Regions from separate parts of the Anas platyrhynchos genome. Here region 2 is linked to region 1. A link is a contact called in public Hi-C data. All regions are on one chromosome and are shown on one strand. The core of a region is the stretch at or near the end of the contact, and the rest is flanking DNA. Distances in the headings are between cores, read along the strand shown.

Region 1 (4,024 bases), core at 120-2,619:
TGAACTTTTTTCTCTATCAGCTGGGAAGGACAAAGGAGACTTGGATGTCTGTGACCATGTTGTATGGGAGTCCGGTGTTTAGGCGCCATTGAAGGCTTGGAGGGCCTGTGTGACCGTTCATATCAGTGTCCTCTCGGTGTCTGTGTGTCTCTGGGATATGTGTTCATCTTTGCTATCAGTTACATTTGCAAGGGAAAAGTAGCAGCTACATCCCCCAGCCTGGGCAGAGACCCCAGATCTCCTGGCATGGGGCTGGGCCCCAGGAGCCAAACAGAAGGGGTCCTGGGCCAGAGCAGCTGGAGGAGGCCACCACACTCATCACCTTGCTTAATTGTCAGTAGCTGTTGTGGCTGCTAAACTAGCCTAATCCAAGCACTATTTCCACAGGCAAAACCTGAATGCAAGTACAAAAAAACAAACAAACAAACAAACCTCAAAAATCATAAAACAACAACAACTAAAAAGGGGGGAGGGGGGGGGGGGGAAGGGGCGGAAGGAGGCATGAATAAAAAGATCTCCATATGTTACTGTCTGTATTTTCTAGGTTCTTACAGATGGTGAGCGAAACAGCAATACATCTCACATTTACTCTGAGCAACATGTCCTGGCAGCACAACACCTCACCAAAGCAAACTTACAAACCACAGAATCTCACATTATAACTAGCAGGGCAAGATACTGGTCCAAATCTATTTCTTAAGGTCTTTTGCTAAGCCTACATAGAGAGTGTTCCCATTATCCCCAGTAGGAACAAGATCAGGGAATGATTTGTATCCCAAGGTGCACATCGCGATTTTGGGTGTATTATTTGATAAGGACACAAGCAAATGCCTCATTTGGCTTCAGAGAAGAGAAGTATCTAGACTTGCTCTGGCCACCCCAGACTTGCACAGCTTTCTGTGGCTGTGGCTTTTTTTCAGACCACCTGTTCTATCCCACAGTTACCACAAGCAGCTCTGCTGTTTCACATCTCTCAGATCCATGTGCAACCTCAATAATCTCTTGTATCATCTGCAGCAATCTTGCAAAAGCCATCCACTACAGACAAAATACTTTCCAGAGGGTCTTATCACCTCTGGCTGAACCAGGGAAAATGGACCTTGCAATAGCTTTAACAACGGCTGAAGGACTACAGACGCTGAGCTTAACATGCACCAGCAGCATGGTCAGATACTGAAGACCAGAACACCCTTTATGCTAGAAATGCTGTTTTGGTGGGTGAAAACAAAAACACATGGACCTGGGAAGGCAGATGAGCTCTCCCTTGATACCCTTAGAACCGTCAACAGTGAGTCCATCTATCCTAGACCTGTGCAATATAAATACATCTACATACCTGTGGTTCAAGAGCAGCCTGGCCACAAAGTCTAGCAGCCTGGTCACAGACTGGGTGAATTAACCCAGTACCTATTTGAGGTTTCTCTCAGACAACATAGTCTGAGAGAAATCTCTTCTAACAGCTGAGTCAGACAGTAGCAGGAATTCATGGTGGTCACTCATTATGAAAATCAAGCTGTGGATTTTACAAATATTTTATCACTGTATAGCACAGAAAACCTCTTCTTGAAATTCTCTGTACCTGTGAACTGATAGGCAAAGCCTAAACAGGGTCTCCCTGCAAAAGGCTGTTTTCTTGTTGTTTGGACCCAGGGCTTCAGCTCAGCCCACAAGCAGCTGGTGTAAATTAACACACATCTCTTGACTGCAGTGTTGCTACTTTGACTTAAAAGAAAACTGAGTAATGTAAATTTGTCAAGGATCTGATACACAAATGTGTTGAAACTTGAGATCTGGATAAAGAATAGTTCTGGAAAAGCTTAAATCTGTGACTTCAGACCAAGTATGTTTTTTGTTAAATTTCCAACAGCAATTTGTTTTGCAATAGGTGAATAGGAGAATTACAATGACCTCAAACACAACAAACAACATCTCTGAAAACAGAGGGATCTGATCCTTTCTAAATGATACTGTCAGAGTCCTAATTTTGCAGAACTGATGCCTTTTGTTTTATCTCCTCAGCACAGTTAATCTGACAATGTGCTACTGTAATTTTGAGCCAAGGCAAACTTGCATACATCCTAGGAAGAATATTTTTTAACAGAAATAAAAGGAATAAATTTACTATTGTACATTAATGACTTCATTAAACAAATTTCTCAGGATTTTGGGAAGGGAGATGAAATGATAGGCAAGAATTATCTTCTTCAAACATCTGGGAGCAAAGCACAGCTGGCTCTCTATTGGAGCTTGGCACTCAGCTCGCTATGAGACATACTTGAGTACATAAGAGAGGCTCTTATAAAACTGAATCATTTGGGCAATTAACACTCAAAGCAATTTTCACACAAGCCCTTGATATATGAAATCTGAGTTTTACATGTGACAGGCAAGCTTCTGTATACAGGCAGTTCCAGAATTGCTGTAGCACTTCAAGGTTCATGAAGGATAAAATGCTTTCAAAGATGGAAGGTGCATTAAACAAGTTTTCTGCTCATTTGAAAGGGAATATTTATTGACAATGTTTTACTGTTACGGGCCTGTCGAAAATTAGTTAACTCACAGGAATATTCATATTGAGAGCAAAAATTTGGAAGTTCTATAAGCATTATAATGCCTTAAAGGACTAAAGAATGATCTTTTAACTAATTATCACCTTTTGCACAAGCTGGATAGTCTGTCTTAAAGAAGCACAACTTTGCACACATTTTCTGCAGCCAGCAGCAGCTTAATGTAATAACCAAGACCAGAACAGAAGATGATTATATATATATATTACACATTATAAATTATATATATAATATACTATATGTGTTATACATATATATAGTATGTATATATACATATATATATATAAAGACAACATAATTAAAGTGCTTATTAATGTTAAAAGGCTACATAAAATATAGTTCACTGACTTAGAATTCCCATAGATCTGAGAATAGACTGTTCGATCTACAATGTTTAGAATAGGTAATCTTATTGATATAGCAGCCAGAAATTGTGTCAGGCAAGTAAAGGGGGTAAAATGTGGAGTTAGTCACAGACACGAAGATTAGGAACAGCAAATAGAATTTGTTCTACCATCATCCATAACCCAAGTACTTTGCAGAGTAATGACATCACCCTTAAATCTAAAGGATAACATAAGAGGAAGAATGACTTCCTTCTCCCATCCATCAGTCTGTGAATCGCGAGTGAAGGTTCAATGTTCACAAAAGTAGTTTTATATATATTTGAGTACTGATTTATTTTTCCCATTTTTAATTAAATGCAGGAATGAGTAAAATAGAAAATATAAGGATACTCTAAATTTTGCTACTCCTTTGCTTCTGCAAAGGTGCAAAGGAGTGTTTTCAGATGCTCTTTGAAAAGGAATATTGTGAATTAAAGCAATACAAGGAAGGTTATTTAGAAGACAAAGTTACATATAAGTATACACTGTCCACCTCTCTGCTTTTATACAATTGGTTGCTTTTGATAAAGCTACTCAATTTTCACACAGCTAACTGAGAACAGAATCAACCTGAAGACCCCTGGATTGATTAGAGTTTTTAAAGTCAGAGTTGAACCTATCTACAGAAGCAGCTTTCCTCTCAGTAAATGCTTCATCGTAAGAAATAGAGATACAAGGTTAGATCCTTTAGACCTAACAGGAAATTGAACAGAGATGCCTTCAAGAGGTAGACCTATGCATTTGAGCTATCTCAGAAAGCCTGTATTTACTGCCTAGTAAGGTCAATAACAAAGACTTTATTTATGCATTGCGACTAAGACTGACAATAGCACTTCACCATTAAGTGCCTCAAACTCATTTCATCCTGAACTCATATTCTACCAAAGCTATTTTAGACTTCAGTGACCAGGAGCTTTTTATCAATGACTCTAAATTCCCAGCATACCTTGCTTCTTGACACAGACTCAATCTCTGCAACTCTGGGCTTCATTCCCAAAAATGTTGCTATTATCTGGGAAGCATAAGACCTACCAGTCACCTAGGGTTTTCAATCTAACATAGAAACTCAGT
Region 2 (4,462 bases), core at 609-3,108, 74 kb before region 1:
GTGCCTTAATTATTTTCTTGTCCCAGTTAATTTTCTCAGCTGAAAAAATTATATAGTTCAGAGTTACTTCATACTTTTGAGATGCTTAGAAATGACAAGAATTCCATAAGCAGAAAAGGAAGATAATTCTCTAGATGACTAAAATTGCTTAAAAAGTGATTTATTGCATGTCTGTGAAATTTCTATAAAGTAGGTTCTGTAAAATTATTTATGTGCATAGATGTTTAAATGCTTTACTGGACTGCAGGCATAACATAGCAGATACATTCCTGTGGCAAATTAGTCCTGAAGAGCCAGTTACAATCTTAGAAAAACACCAACATCCATGTTTTTAGGAGAGTTCTCCTTACAGATAAACCAGTGAAAGGTTCAGATGAATGGGGAAAGATATATTCTTTGGGTGAAAAACAAAGAATTCTATGCTATCAACTTTTTTTTTCCCCCCCTCAAAATAAATGCGTGTTGGATGTTTCTGCTGATTATTCTTTGAAAGCTTTGAATCTGGAACTCAGATTTGAGACAAGAGGAGCATGAGGTGCATTGAACAAAGGGAAAAGGTTTGAATAAACAGACTGACACTTCAGAAGACCATTTGGAGAACATGGATTGCATTCCCCACCTGAAAGACCTTCATGGAATAAGAACAAACCATTCTAATAGTGTTCTTTTTCTTTATCCCTGTCCAAAATCTGGCCAGAATTCTTTGAAAACAAACTCACTTCAAGATAAATTAAGTCTATTAAAGGAATCCAAAGTGGTCATCAATACACTTACTACAAAAGTTCAGCCAAGTTTTACAACCTCCTATGTCAAATTTACCCTGTAGCAAACTTCAAATCTTTTTTAGGCTGATACAAAGAGAATGAATTACTGGCAATTTCCCAAAATGAAGTGAGAAATACTCACTTCCTCCATCATTTTAATACTTGTAGTTTATTGCTGGTGTAAATAGGTTTATAACCTTCCGGTATGAAGCACAGACATCTGCTCAGCTCAGCACTAAACATCTGGTTATTCCAACAAAGCATATAATTATATTTAATGGATGAGAAGTGTTTGATGGATTACATCCAAGTATCTGAATAAGACAGTTATGCATAAAGACTATTTGCATGGATTATCCTGACAGGATAACAAGACAGTGGAACATTATTTTGTCTGATAGTTATATTGATATCGATTGATGTTTAGCATTGCAGAGGCTGCAGACATTTATTTTGGTTGCAATCACAAATTCTCCCTTTTTTTTTTTTTCTTCCCTTAGGCTAGACAGCCACAAAATGTAGAAATTTTGATTTGCTAGGCCACCAAGTCCATCCTACTAACACTGTAAGATTCCAGTGTACTTTGACAGTGGGTCATGCCTTTCAAGCTTAATATTAAATGTTGAAAGAGAGAATTCCTCTAATACTTGCCCCCATAATCTATTGTCATCAGCTAAAATGGAGTTCTGTCAGGAAATTTTCCTTATGCAGAAAAAATGGAAATTCACATTCCTAAAGGCTACTAGCAATCTATAGCCCCTGAGCTCAGAAACTAGAAATGACAGAAAATAAGGCAGACTTATGTGTGGTGGACAAGACTTTGAACTACACCAAAACCTCAGATGTAAACTATTTCTGTTGTGGAAATATTAGCAGTGTGGTATAGGGAGTTTGTCTGGAAGACAGTCTGCTGTTCTGGCCACACATATTCGAGTAAGATAAAATAAAACTGAGCAGTTATGGAAAACACTGATAGGCTGCTTGGAGAGCTTATCTTATCACATGTATATAAAAGAGTTTGTCCTTTTTGTTCTAAGACAATCTGGGAGATTATAGAACTGATCCCTATAAGTACATCACAGGAAGAAAATAAACCTCTGAGGAGAAAGAAGAGCTAAAGGAGCTATTAGAAATTAAATGATAATTTGGAACCATTAATACATTGACATAAGCTTGCTTTGAATAAATTAAACTTGTAAATGAGTAGACATTTCCTACCCACTTGGTTAGTAACACTGTAGAACTGGCTTCCAAGAGTATCAGTGAGTAAAGTTCTAAGACAGATTCTAATAAATTTATTGAAGTAATCATATGATATTGCTCCCTATAGCAGCATAGACTGAGTTCAGACAATGTATTTTCCAGTTGTATGTCTGTGTTCCTGTAAAAGCAATAATAATTAGAACTGCATTACTACAGAATCACCATGGCACAACTATACCAACCACTACCTGGTTCTTAACACTGTAGAGATCCAGTGAGTAATTTAATGCAGGAATTTGGCAAACATCTGTTGAAAATAGAATGTCCCTCTTTGATAATATAATGCTTAACATATTACTTCAGTACTGGCTATAAGTAGACTGTTTTCTAGAGGGTAGAATTATCGATATAATTTGCATTGTGAGATCAACTGTGTAACTGACTTATATGCTGAGAGGAATTTCTTAAAAACAAAAGCAAACTAAACAATTGAACAAAAATAAAAACAAATTAAACTCCTCCCAAAGCCTAATGTACTTTTTCTTTGTGATAGTCAGTTTTGTCAGTCACTCACTTGGTATAAGAAAGAAGAGCTTCTCAATAACTGATCTAAGAAAATATCAATGTTTTAATACTGATAAAGATACATAACCTACTTATACGCTGCACATAATGATATGTACATATTTGAGCACCAGCTACCCAAATAGCCAGGCAACCTTCTTCTACCAGCTCTTGCATCAATGCATTTTTAACTACCCATCTGTCCTTTCACTGTCTTTCTAATAACTTTGTATGCCAAGACAGCACTGAAGGTAATGGTAACAAATCGTACAAGAAAGCAAGCTGAATGGATTGCCTGTGCTACAGTCCTATTGGAAATGAAAATGAAATTATCTTCATGGGTGGTATTTTAGTAGCTGTTCAGGAATTTTATTCTGATTATGGCATGGCTTTTGGCAAGTGTTTTCAGTTTAGGTAATTCAGCAAACGTGTTATATCACTGCATCCCCAGTCCCATTTTCATACAAGTTTACTATAATGTAAGATTTGGCAGTTGCTAAAACCACATATGAATGCAGAAGGTCTAACACTTTAGATCCAACAGACTAGACTAACACACTTTACCAACATTTATTCACTGTTAATACAAGGTGTATAGAGATAAAGATGGAGCTATCAGTCTCTTTACTAGGAGCACCACAGCAAAAAACATCTACCCTAAGTTCTGAGTAGTGAATAGGAGTACAAATCTAACCTAATAACAAGATGTGCTGATATGAAGATCCCTGCATTCTTCTGGTATTAGATACAGCAATTGAGATCAGAAGAAAATAGGGGCCCTACTGAATCACAACAGTAGCATATCCTCCAGAAGGAAAAAAAAAGAAAAAAAAAAATCTTAGGAGAAATTCTTCATCACTCTAATGAGCAGTCACTGTAGAAAGGACATAAGAACAGTCATATTGATTCACCCCTATGTAACCCTAGCTAGAATCCATTAGTGAGCTCAAGTGAACACCTCAGAAAGAATAAAAACAATGCAAGGATATATGATACTTTTTTCCCACTGAACCTGCAGATATTTTAGGGGATTTTCTAAGCCTATTCCGGAATGCCTACTTCCCAGATTATCACTTACAAGTTCTTCTTAAGTTTTGGACTCAAATTTTTTGCATGTGCAGAATTCCTTGGTAATAGTGTTGAAGGAGAATAGTTGTTAAGTTTAGAAAGAACAAGAGACAAAAAGAAAATGTCATCAATTATAACTTCTGTTCAAGACTTTCAAGAACTATCCCAAAATATGACCATTTCCAGTACTGCTCCATCAGAGACATCTTTCACAGAGACATCTTTCATATGACACTAATTCTCCAACCCAGTGAAATCAAACAAGTCTAAATGTCAAATTAATATATATATATATACACACACGCGCGCGCTGTTCTGTAGACACTGGTATGAGTTCCGGATACTGTGATATGTATTTCAGTAACAGTAAAGGGAACAGAATCTAAGAAATATAGCGTGCTTTATTTGGTAAAGTAGAGGTCCTCTTGAGAGTAACTGACCCTTGCAATGCTCTACTAATGACTGAAGATTTCTAGTAACTAGGCTTTCTAAATTCAAGGGATGTTGTTGTTCTCAGCATCTTAAAAGGACTTAATTCCAGGCATTTCAAAGGTCTATGTCATAGCAAAGGTCATACTACACAATGGGTCCTTCTACAGGCATGTAACTTTTTCAGATGCAATCCTTCTGTATTTACTGAGAATACAGGAGTTCTTTTTTTTTAAACAGAACAGGGTGTTGTTCAGTGGGACTGACCTGGCTTAGTGGATGTTAAAGACCCCTTGTTATAAAAAGAAATAATTGAAAACAGTTTCTTTTCAGCCAAATATTTCTCTGCTTCTGAATAAAATAAATGGGTGTAAGGAAAGAGGAAAGAGTATCTATGTCTCTCTGTGTGTAGGTCTATGCTGTGAAAGAGTTTC

What was found. A called contact is a pair of places that touch in the nucleus more often than the background predicts.
Region 2: a Hi-C map of liver shows a contact between it and region 1, with 1.7 times the contacts expected there. The contact joins two enhancer-like sites. A contact is called at or near these places in 2 of 8 Hi-C or Micro-C datasets (liver and subcutaneous adipose tissue).

What each region holds. Positions count from the first base shown.
Region 1 is chr7:12,245,441-12,249,464 of IASCAAS_PekinDuck_T2T, reverse strand. No RefSeq gene overlaps it. Among named protein-coding and RNA genes, the nearest start is that of GYPC, 44 kb to the left of the region's middle. Within about 2 kb of position 1,369, at least 2 of the 8 cell types and tissues checked have an H3K27ac peak or open chromatin away from gene starts, as enhancers often do.
Region 2 is chr7:12,319,452-12,323,913 of IASCAAS_PekinDuck_T2T, reverse strand. No RefSeq gene overlaps it. Among named protein-coding and RNA genes, the nearest start is that of GYPC, 30 kb to the right of the region's middle. Within about 2 kb of position 1,858, at least 3 of the 8 cell types and tissues checked have an H3K27ac peak or open chromatin away from gene starts, as enhancers often do.